Linked DNA regions of Triticum aestivum: region 1 is linked to region 2. The links are chromatin contacts, called in public Hi-C maps. All regions are on one chromosome and are shown on one strand. The core of a region is the stretch at or near the end of the contact, and the rest is flanking DNA. Distances in the headings are between cores, read along the strand shown.

Evidence for each region. Hi-C and Micro-C count contacts between places; a contact is called where the count stands out from the background.
Region 1: a contact with region 2 is called in a Hi-C map of leaf, with 6 times the contacts expected there. The contact joins the enhancer-like site here to the promoter of LOC123148044 in region 2. A contact is called at or near these places in 3 of 5 Hi-C or Micro-C datasets (leaf and root).

What each region holds. Positions count from the first base shown.
Region 1 is chr7A:541,631,448-541,636,554 of IWGSC CS RefSeq v2.1, reverse strand. No RefSeq gene overlaps it. Among protein-coding and RNA genes, the nearest start is that of LOC123152055, 6.3 kb to the left of the region's middle. Within about 2 kb of position 3,579, at least 6 of the 8 cell types and tissues checked have an H3K27ac peak or open chromatin away from gene starts, as enhancers often do. A contact at or near this core is called in leaf, where this site is marked.
Region 2 is chr7A:541,518,597-541,524,316 of IWGSC CS RefSeq v2.1, reverse strand. It overlaps LOC123148044 (probable xyloglucan endotransglucosylase/hydrolase protein 32), which reads left to right and starts at 2,838. Exons shown (of 3, transcript XM_044567400.1): 1 at 2,838-3,156; 2 at 3,619-3,719; 3 at 3,804-4,806. The coding sequence starts at 2,943. The coding sequence ends at 4,379.

The DNA of each region.
Region 1 (5,107 bases), core at 2,330-4,829, 110 kb before region 2:
TGTCAACATTGAAGTTTTTTAGGTTCATGAATATTTTGCAAATTTCATGCACATTTTTGAGTTCTCAAACATTTTTTGAACTTACAAATATTCTTTTGTATTCGTAAACTTTTTTTGAATTCACAAGCATTTTTGAGTTCATGAACATTCTTTGAATTTGTGAACTTTTTTTAATAGATGGGAACATTTTTTTGAATTCACAACCTTTTGTTTTTGTATTCGCATTTTTTAAATTATTAAATTGACCAAATTGAGAAAAAAAATATATGCACGCCAGCTGGTTGGACCACACCCATCTCGTGCGGCTCCGTATGTTTTGCCTTTTGATTTGCATTTTAGTTAAGTATGAACTCCACTGGCCCTTTTGGATGGCATTTAGTTTCTCTATGTCGGATCGCCCTATCTATGTCCGATTGCTATGCTTATATGTTCTGTGAGATGATCTACGTAGTTTGCATGGGTTTGTATGAATTTGGATGCAGACATATAGAAGACGTGGTTGTGGAGTGGGACAAATGAAATCTGCCCGGTCACTTCCAGCAGGCCGCGTCCATGAACATATAGGGTATCAAATTAGAGAGGTTGTAGATGCTCTGAAAGTAGTAATATAGACTAATGTTATATAGATCATACTAGTCTAAAGGAGACTCCAACAGGCCGACACAAGCAGACAGGAAATGCGTTTGTGTTTTGTTCATTTGAGTGGCCAGGCAGACACCAAAAGTCCGCCCGTGTCCGCCAGCCTGCATTTTATAGGACAAATGTTTACTACCACCAGTACTACTTACCACTGCTTGTGTTTTGTATATGTTGTATGTAGTATTTATCAAATTAAAAGTATGTACATATAGTATGTAGTATATAAAAATATTTAGGTAGTATATATACTATTTTTTTGCTAATATGTATCGTAGTTTGAGTATGATCTTTTTTACGTACAACTATGTACGTATTTCATAAATATAATAAAAATCATGGGTCAACTTGTGATTTTTTTATATAACTCGCTTTGAATTATCTTATATATTATGAAAATATTTCTAATAATAAAATAGTATATATACTACTATATGATAATGTATGAGACATTTGGGGTAACTATCCCTAGGTGGAAGGATATACTGCCACCAAAATTCTGTTCATTAAAATAAATTAAACTGAGAAAACTATATCTACAGCTTGTGGTCCTTGTCTTCGTCCTCGTCGCTGATGAGGTCAATGGCTCAATGGACACCAGAGGTGACCATTGATATGTCCACGCTCCTGGTGCAGTGACCAGGCCCACTGGCGTAGCTGGCGCCACCTATTGCTCCTCCTCCGGCTTGGCCATGCACGGGAACGTGGAAGCCCACGTCCACGACTACCCCACTACCCCTTGTAGTGGCCACGACATCGGCCGCGACACGAGCACAGGGTCGGCGCCCTCCACCGCCAATGTGTGGACCGCCAGTGGCAGGTCAGGCCACTGTGCGAGCTTGGCCAGCTCAGAGGCCCTGAGGGCCTGCTTGAGGGCCTCATCCTACTCGTAGTCCTCCTTCTTCATCACGGGCGGCTTTGTGCGCTGGACCATGTGTGCATGAGCGGCGAAGCATGCCCGACGCATTGGTCGTACTCGTCGTAGAACTATGTATCCGAGTGGGGTGAGTCCTTGGCAAACGTTGGTCGTGGTGGAGGTCGTCGAGGAGTAGATCGCGGCGGCAACAGAGGTCCCCCGCGTGCGCGCCGCCAGAGACCACAATGACAAGCACTAGAACCCTGTCCAGGTTCAAATGTCATTGACGGTGGGCGATGGAGGTGGACTAGGGTTTGACCATTGGTGGTAGGGGAGAGGAGTGAGCATGGATAGGTGGATCCGCCGCACACGTGGCATTTTAAAAAACTAGCTCATGGTCGTTGGGCGGCTGCCGCATGGGTCCGGGCAAGCACCGAATGGACGTGCGACGCGTTCATCTCCTGTGTGTATATATGCAAACTCGTCCCAAATTTGAGGCGGATTTGCATCTACACAGACACGAAACAGACAAAATGATCAAATGTGTCACCGCGGGCTTCTGTCTGCGCAGACCCAAACGAACGCGAGCAAACGAAATGCGTCCCGGCATTAGAGTTACCCTAAGAGCATCTACAGCCGTTGGCGCGTCCGCCGACACTGACCGGTCACGCCTCAAATAATGCAATCCACATCCAGGCACATCAATTATCATATCTCAAATTCATATAAACTCATGCAATGCAACTACGTCGATGCGTTACACACATCATCCAACTACTCCATCACTATGACCATGCCATCGGACTACCCAAATTTGGCATGCTTGGTTATGATGGAGATCATCCAGGGCTGCCCTTGCCCTTCCCAACACCCTTGTCGTCATTCTCATGGAAGTACCGGTTGAAGACGCAGTAGGGATCGAGTCGGGTCTGCTCGTCGCCGGAGCTGTCCTTGTCGTCGCATTCCTCCTGCTACTCCTTCGGTGGCAGTCCGGCCATGGCACGGACTGCCCGATTCTGCTTCGGGTGAGGGCGCACGTGTTCTTCCTCTGTTGTTTCTTCACAATGCGGGCGCTGATGGCTTCCTCCTCTGCGGTCGCCTGTGCTGCCGCATCAGCCACCTCTGCTGCCGCCATTTCCACCATGATACCGGCGTCGGCGGCCCTTATCCTCTCCTTCCCACGACGAGTTGCCCGTTCCCGGTGAGACTCAAAGTCTGCCCGACCGGTGATGGGGAAGGAGAGATTTTCCGACTACCGGGACCGCGATGATCCAGCCCTAGAGGACCCGAGCTCCCGTTGAGCCGACGCTATGGAATCACGCCGGACATATCCGTCCGTCGGCCTGGCGCTGTCCTGCTGGCAGCGGCAGAGTGCAATACGGACCGACATTGCCTCCTCCACCCCGCACAAGATGACACGTAAGTCGACGGATCCGAATTGGTCAGAGTCAGATCCGCTGCACGCCATGCCGAAGATGGCGAAAAATCACCGCGGGTGAGCTCGAGTGACGGAGGGAATGGAAGGAAGAGGCGAGTGAAGTGGCTAAGGTTTGGCCCGCGAGTGGATGGGGATGAATATATGTAGGGTCATGTGGGCCCGCATTGACCAGTTCGACGTGACGGATGCGTGCGTGTGCGCCCAAACGCCTTATATCCGTCCTATATTTAGGCTGGATATGAGGGATGTCGGTCAATCCAGACGTTTGAGGCCTGTTTAAGATGTTCGTCTGAATCAAAATTTCGTGACCGGTCAGTGGCCGAACAGACTGCCTAGATGTTTGAGAAGGGGTCGGGGCATCCGGCTCTAGGTTACTCCCGAAGATGACTAGCCTCAGATTCAGCGTGTAAAAATTTCACCCGAACGGTGAAAGATCAGCACAGAGCCCAAGAGCTCAAGCGACGAATCATGTAAATAGTGCGCTGCGACAGGCTCCTGATTACGTCCATTGTGGTCGGTCGAGTACTGCACAAAATCATACTCCTCCTCCTATCTCCAATTCCGCACTAATAATTGTACACTGTTGAAAGATACGGTCCGCTCTACGCAGAGGCCCGAACATGCATGCTCCATCGGCGGGGGTCGACGTCAGTGTGTACACGCCCGGGAGTCGCAATTCCGAGCTCAGAGAACATGGCGGGTTGTCTGTGGAAGCTGATCCACACAAGGAATTAACAATCATTGCATGCTCCGAATAATCAGAGCGGGCAAGCGTCAACCGACAGTATGAAAGCGATCCATCTCGATGGTCGCAGGAGTAACGCCAAAACACCTCACATGCATGCACGCACGGAAAGCACGTATGGGAGCACAGGACGAGGCTCAGTTTAGGGCAATTATCTCGGCACAAACAAGCTGCACTTGCCATGGAAAAGCACACTTTTTCCTGCTCTGACTCTAGGGCAAACATGTACCGTGTGTATGGAGTGTGAAGGAGTTGTTTGGTTTGTGACTAACTTTGCCAAAGGTTACAACACCTAAGATTAAGCAAATCTGATCATCTTAGATGAGTGTTCGATTCAAGTCACACTTTAGCTATATTCTGCTTCTTTCTAAACTTTCAAGGGTCCATATGAGCAGAGGCCGTGCCAAATTGTGCATGTGTTTGGCCGCGAGGCCTTGGGGAAGGAGGAAAGATTGTTTTTTTTTTTGTTTTTTTGCAGGGATCAGTATTTGGCGGAAATGTTGGACTTGGCCTCACGTGTACAGTCCATGTCCATGCATACACACACTGTGCTAAAGCTCACACACACTGTGCCGCATTTCTTTAGTTCATTCAAGTGGGGCCCCGGTTTGGTAGATGCACATAACTTCTATGCACCCATATGCTGTACGTAAGGGTAGTGGTACATGTATGATTAATTGTTTCTTTGGCTATTTCGATCTAGCTTTCCAGTTGGATTCTGCTTATCTCGTGTTGTATTGCTCCTCCGATGGGCCACGTACGTACGCACCGACGCGCCGGTGCATGTGGGATGTCTGGCGTATCCTCGCGTGCAACGCAGATAATATTGGGTGTTCATTGCGAAATGCGCCGTACGACCCCAAATGGGGAGTGGTTGTTGTGTTGTTGCAACTTGGTGACGTCGACCACAAGCAATGCGTACGTAATGCGAGTGAGATTCCCTGGACAAAGTAAAGGCATTGCCAGAGTGTTTTCACGAGGGAGTTGACACTCCTTCCACCGAGAGGAAAATATGTCCTTTGAAATAATCTGAAATTACTCCCTCATTCATTTTTATATAAGTCGTTCCATACAACTGAAAATAGACTGATTTACATGTTATCTACAATATCTTCAGGACTTATAAAAGTAAACAGAGAAAGTATCATTTTGTTAAAGGACTAATCCCTTAATGGATAATAAGAGCAACTTCAATGGGGCGACCCGTTTCGTCCACTGGCGTTCGTTTGGGTCGGCATAGACACAAAAGTCGGCCCAATGCGCCGACCCAAACGGACGCGCGTCCGCTTCCTGTCCGCCTGCCGGCCCCCCATTGTCGAGCCGGATTTGCGTCGGCGCGGATACGAGACGTATGCGCGTGCGCCTACTCCTCTTTCCGGGCCCGCCGGTCGGTGGTAGGAGCCACCATTCCCCCCATTTTCCTCAAAAACGT
Region 2 (5,720 bases), core at 1,589-4,088:
TGGGTGTTAGATTCATTACTATGTAATCCAGATTATTAACTCTAGTGCAAGTGGGAGACTATTGGAAATATGCCCTAGAGGCAATAATAAAGTGGTTACTATTATATTTCCTTAATCATGATAAAGGTTTATTATTCATGCTATAATTTTATTGATCGGAACTTAAATACATGTGTGAATACATAAGCAAATTCCAAGTCCCTAATAAGCCTCTACTAGACTAGATCGTTGATCAAAAGATGGTTAAGGTTTCCTGACCATAGACATGAGTTGTCACTTGATAACAGGATCACATCATTATGAGAATGATATGATGGAGAAGACCCGTCCGTTAGCTTAGCATATGATCGTTCAGTTTATTGCTACTGATTTCTTAATGTCAAATACATATTCCTTCGACCATGAAATCATGCAACTCCCGGATACTGAAGGAATACCTTGTGTGCTATCAAACATCACTTCGTAACTGGGTGATCATATAGGTGCTCAACAGGTATCTCCGAAGGTATCTGTTGGGTTGGCGTGAATCGAGATTGGGATTTGTCAATCCGTATGACGAAGAGGTATCTCTGGTCCCTCTCGGTAATACATCATCACAAGAAACTTGCAAGCAAAGTGACTAAGGAGTTAGTTAAAAGATGATGTATTATGGAATGAGTAAAGAGACTTGCCGGTAACGAGATTGAACTAGGTATGCAGATACTGACGATCGAATCTTGGGCAAGTAACATACCGACAGACAAAGGGAACTACGTACGTTGTCATAAAGGTTTGACCGATAAAGATCTTCATAGAATATGTAGGAACCAATATGGGCATCCAGGTACCACTATTGGCTATTGACCGGAGAAGCGTCTCGGTCATGTCTACATCATTCTCCAACCCGTAGGGTCCGCACACTTAACGATATGGTACTATATATGAGTTATGTATGTTGGTGACCGAATGCTGTTCGGAGTTCCAGATGAGATCACAGACATGACGAGGAGCTTCGGAATGGTCCGGGGGTAAAGATTGATATATAGGATGAAGGTATTCGGGTTTCGGAAAGGTTTCAGAATGCACCGGATTACCATCGAAGTGCAGGAAGGGGTTCTGGTAGGTTATACCTACTTGGTGGGCCTCATGGGCCAAGGAGGGAGACGCACCAACCCACAAGGGGCCTGGGCGCGCTCCACCTCCCTTACCCGCGCGCCAGAAGGAAGGAGGGGCACCCTAGGGCAGCCGGCCCCCTTTCCTTCCCCCATGCACCAAATATGGAAGAGGGGGTGGGGGCGCCTAGGCAGGCACCTAGGGCAGCCGCCGGCCCCTTGGGGCACGCCCTAGGGCTACCTCTCCTTTCCCTCCACCTATATATATGAGAGGAGGGGAGGGGACGCCACACACCACGAATCCCCAAGCCGTGTGTCGGTGCCCCCTCCCCCTCTAGTTCGTCCTCCACTCTAAACTGTTGTGCTTGACAAAGCCCTGCGGAAAAGTTTCACCACTATCCTCACCACATCGGCGTGCTGCCGGAACTCATCTACTACTTCGTCTCTCTTGCTGGATCGAGAAGTCGAGGACATCATCGAGCTGAACGTGTGCTAAACGCGGAGGTGACGTACGTTCGGTGCTTGATCGGGACGGGTCATGAAGGTGTACGACTACATCAACCGCATTGATAAACGCTTCCGCTTAGTGATATACAAGGGTATGTAGATGCTCTCCCCTCTCGTAGCTATGCATCTCCATGGATAGATCTTGCGTGTGCGTAGATTTTTTTTGTTTTCCATGCAACGTTCCCCAACAGGTCTCACAATGACATCAACCTGCTATAGTGGTCTTCATTGTTTGCATGGTGTGTGCGGGAGAAGCTCCTCAGTGCAACTATACCATTGATGGTCATGACTAAAACATAAGCTATTTATCTTTGTGATGGTATTTATCCTACGTTGCCGACCTTCGTCAAGACCATATCTGATCCAAGAGGTGAGAAAAGATCTCTCTTTTTTTTCAAAGACAAGGAGTTAGAAAGGACGTCGGGAGGGCATTTGGAGTGCTTCAAGCCCATTTTTGATTGTTCATGGACCTACAAAAGTATGAGGTGCACAGATGTTCTACGAGCTGATGGCAGCTTGTGTGTTAATGCCCACCATGATTGTGGAGGATGAGGATGACGGAGTTTGCCACGGTTAGGAATTTGAGCAAATGGGTGATCCTATCTAACTTTCAGAGAAGAATCCGGTGACGTTTGAGGATTTTTTTTTCTTCCAAATATCAACAAATAACCATCGAGCAACTCATGAACAACTTCAGAATGATCTGGTTGAGTATTTGTGGGCACTTCGAGGGAGAGCTAAAAAACATGTCCGGATAAGTTGATTCAAAATTGAACTATTTTACTGGAAAACTTCATGTGTGAATTGTAATATTTATATTTAAATTATTGTGCATTGAAATATTTACACAACATGATTAGGGATGAATGTTGATATTTATCTTAAACTATTTTGAGTGCTTCAGATATAGGAAATGAACACGAGCGGACATTTGGTGCACCGTGTTCCATGGCCGCACAGCGTTGAAATTACCCTTGCATGCAAGCACTTTGGCTCTAGGTACTTGGCACTTGCCAAAGGCAGCATCCTTCGCCGGCAGGTCAGGTGAAACTGAGGTGAGAAGATGTGGTGGGTACCTAGAGGGTGCTTCCCTTCATCTTCCATGGATCCACCTGCATCCGCACATTTATCATTTACTCACGCTGCCTCATCACTACCCAACTCCCTCTCGTGTGAGTGGGCCAACTTGGTCGCTTCCTTTCTCTGTTCTCCTCCTATATATTGTCTCAACACGGACATACACTCTCCCCAAAGCAGCTCGCTTAGCTACCAAGTGTACTCTCTCTCTCTCCTCTCACCAGGAGGGAGCACCTAGCTCTAGCCAGCCAGCTCCGCGGAGCAACAATGGCCAGCGCCTCCTTGCTCCCGGCCATGGCGCTGCTGCTCCTGGCAATGGCGGTGGCCTCCTCCGACGCGCAGCCCTCCCCCGGCTACTACCCGAGCTCGAGGTTCAGGCCGGTGGTGTTCAACCGCGCGTACAGCAACAAGTGGGGCCCGCAGCACCAGACGCTCTCCGGCGACCATTCGGCCATCACCATCTGGCTCGACAAGACCTGCGGTACGTGCAATTTTTTTCTTCTTCTTTGCGCATCTCTGGAAAGACTGCCAATTGTTTTTAAAATTCAACCAGTAGTATAGTTTAGGTGCATGCATGCATGTATATTTGGCTCTTGTTTTTTTGGCAACAGTGTCACCGACGCACGTACTAGTACGTGAATTCACTGTTCAGGCCCGTGCTGTAGCGAAAGAGACGTCACTAGCGCCACGTTGAATCGTCGGTGTCACCTGTGTCGAATCTGAAGCACGGGCACAGTGCGTTTTCCCTTTTGGTAATGGAGGAGCCCCCGGCCTGTGCATCGCACGGCGATAAGCACAGTGCGGTTTGGGCCACCACGGACGTGGCAGCAGTGATAGATCACTGTTGTCTACTCTTATGCTGATCTATGGAGGGATTGATTTGCTGCTGCTTGATTATGTTGGTGAACATTCCCTCGCCTCACATCTGATCTGATCTATGCAGGTAGCGGGTTCAAGTCGAAGCATGCGTACAGGAACGGCTACTTCGCCACCCGCATCAAGCTCCCCGCCGGCTACACCGCCGGCACCAACACCGCCTTCTACGTAAGCACCATACACATATATTCTCTAGATAATGCAACGTTGATTAGTACTGGCAGTAACAGGTTAACTGATACGCGCGCGCAGCTGTCCAACAACGAGGCGCACCCCGGGTTCCACGACGAGATCGACATGGAGTTCCTGGGCACCATCCCCGGCGAGCCCTACACGCTGCAGACCAACGTGTACGTCCGCGGCAGCGGTGACGGGCGGATCATCGGGCGGGAGATGCGGTTCCACCTCTGGTTCGACCCCACCGCCGGCTTCCACACCTACGCCATCCTCTGGAACCCGGACGCCATCACCTTCTTCGTGGACGACGTGCCCGTCCGGCGGTACGAGCGCAAGACGGAGCTCACCTTCCCGGACCGCCCCATGTGGGCGTACGGCTCCATCTGGGACGCCTCCGACTGGGCCACCGACGACGGCCGGCACCGGGCCGACTACAGCTACCAGCCGTTCGTGGCGCGCTTCGACCGCTTCGTGGTCGCTGGGTGCGGGGCCGGCGCCCCGCCCTCGTGCCGCCCGGCCCGGGCGTCCCCCGCCGGCACGGGGCTCACGCGGCAGCAGTACGCGGCGATGCGGTGGGCGCAGCAGCGCCACATGGTCTACTACTACTGCCAGGACTTCCGGAGGGACCGCTCGCTCACGCCGGAGTGCTGAGGGATGGAGCCCGTGAACGGAACGGACGGTGGCGCGCGTGCCTTGGTTAATTTCGTCGTGTGTTTGCTTGCTATACTACGGCGCTCCTACCGCGAGCTCCTCCTACCTACACTTTGCTTCTTCTTTTTGGTTTGGATCTCAGAGAGTAAAGGGTGTGGCTGCCCTACCGCTGCTGCCTGCCTGCGTGTGGCTGAGCATGAGCTAGGCCGGTGGTTGAGGCGTTGGTCGTTGGCATATTGCCAAAAAGGGTCCCGTGTCTTTCCATCTCTTTCGTTTTGGTTGGTGCCTACTTTTCGTTTCACATGTATGTATGCCCCGAAGGGGCAAAGGCGCATGATTCATGGCATACTATCATTCATGCCCACTGTAATGCAGAGTACTCTAATATGTTCTCCATATTTGTGATTTATGTATACTATTGCTTCAAGACATGGCTTGATCGAGGCCGAGGCCGGCGCGTGTAGGCGCGGACAGGCGTTAGAATAATCTGAGGTGTATGTCGATTCGTCAAAGACAAGCAATCACATTATGACTTTGTCCTGAAATGGCAGGCAATTGCGCTCAGAGTAAGATGGAAATGGCTCAAGAGGACCGATGCCCAACGCCCATGGCAAGGACTGCCTTTGATGAAGGATGATGATGCTAAAGAGGTGTTTGATGCGTTGGTCAATACCAGAGTAGGGTCGGGCGAGTGGGTGCTTTTCTGGAAGGACGGGTGGATTCATGGAGTGGCGGCAGCGGACATTGCACCATTAGTGGTCGCCTTGGTCCCGGCCAGGACGGCAAATAGACGCACGATGCATCAGGCACTCGATGACGCGAGCTGGACACATGACTTTGAGGCAAACACCTCCTTGACGGCCCTCATACAGCTCATGCATCTTGGTCATGCGATTAACACGGTGGTGAGGGATCCGGATCAACCAGATAGTTTCACTTGGCCACTCACGACGACGGGCTCCTACTCGGCCAAATCGGTCTATCACTACCTCTGCTCCGAGCTGACCAGATCGCCCACTGCGGATTGCACTTGGAGAAGCTGGGCACCGCTCAAATGCAAGCTATTCGTCTGGCTTGCCTTACAGAACAGATTGTGGATGTCGGACAGGAGAGCCAGGCACGGGCTACAAGGCCAACCGTCGGCCTGCTATACGTGCTTGCAGGCGGAGGATAATGTGGAACACATCCTGGCAAACTGCACCTATGCCCAGGAAGTGTGGCACGGAGTGTTCGGCCTTCTTCAGATTAACGTGCAAGGGCCACTAGAGGCGGATGAGTTCACGGAGTGGTGGCTCGCAGCGTGCACGGGTTTCAATGAAGCTGACCGAAGAGGTTTTGACA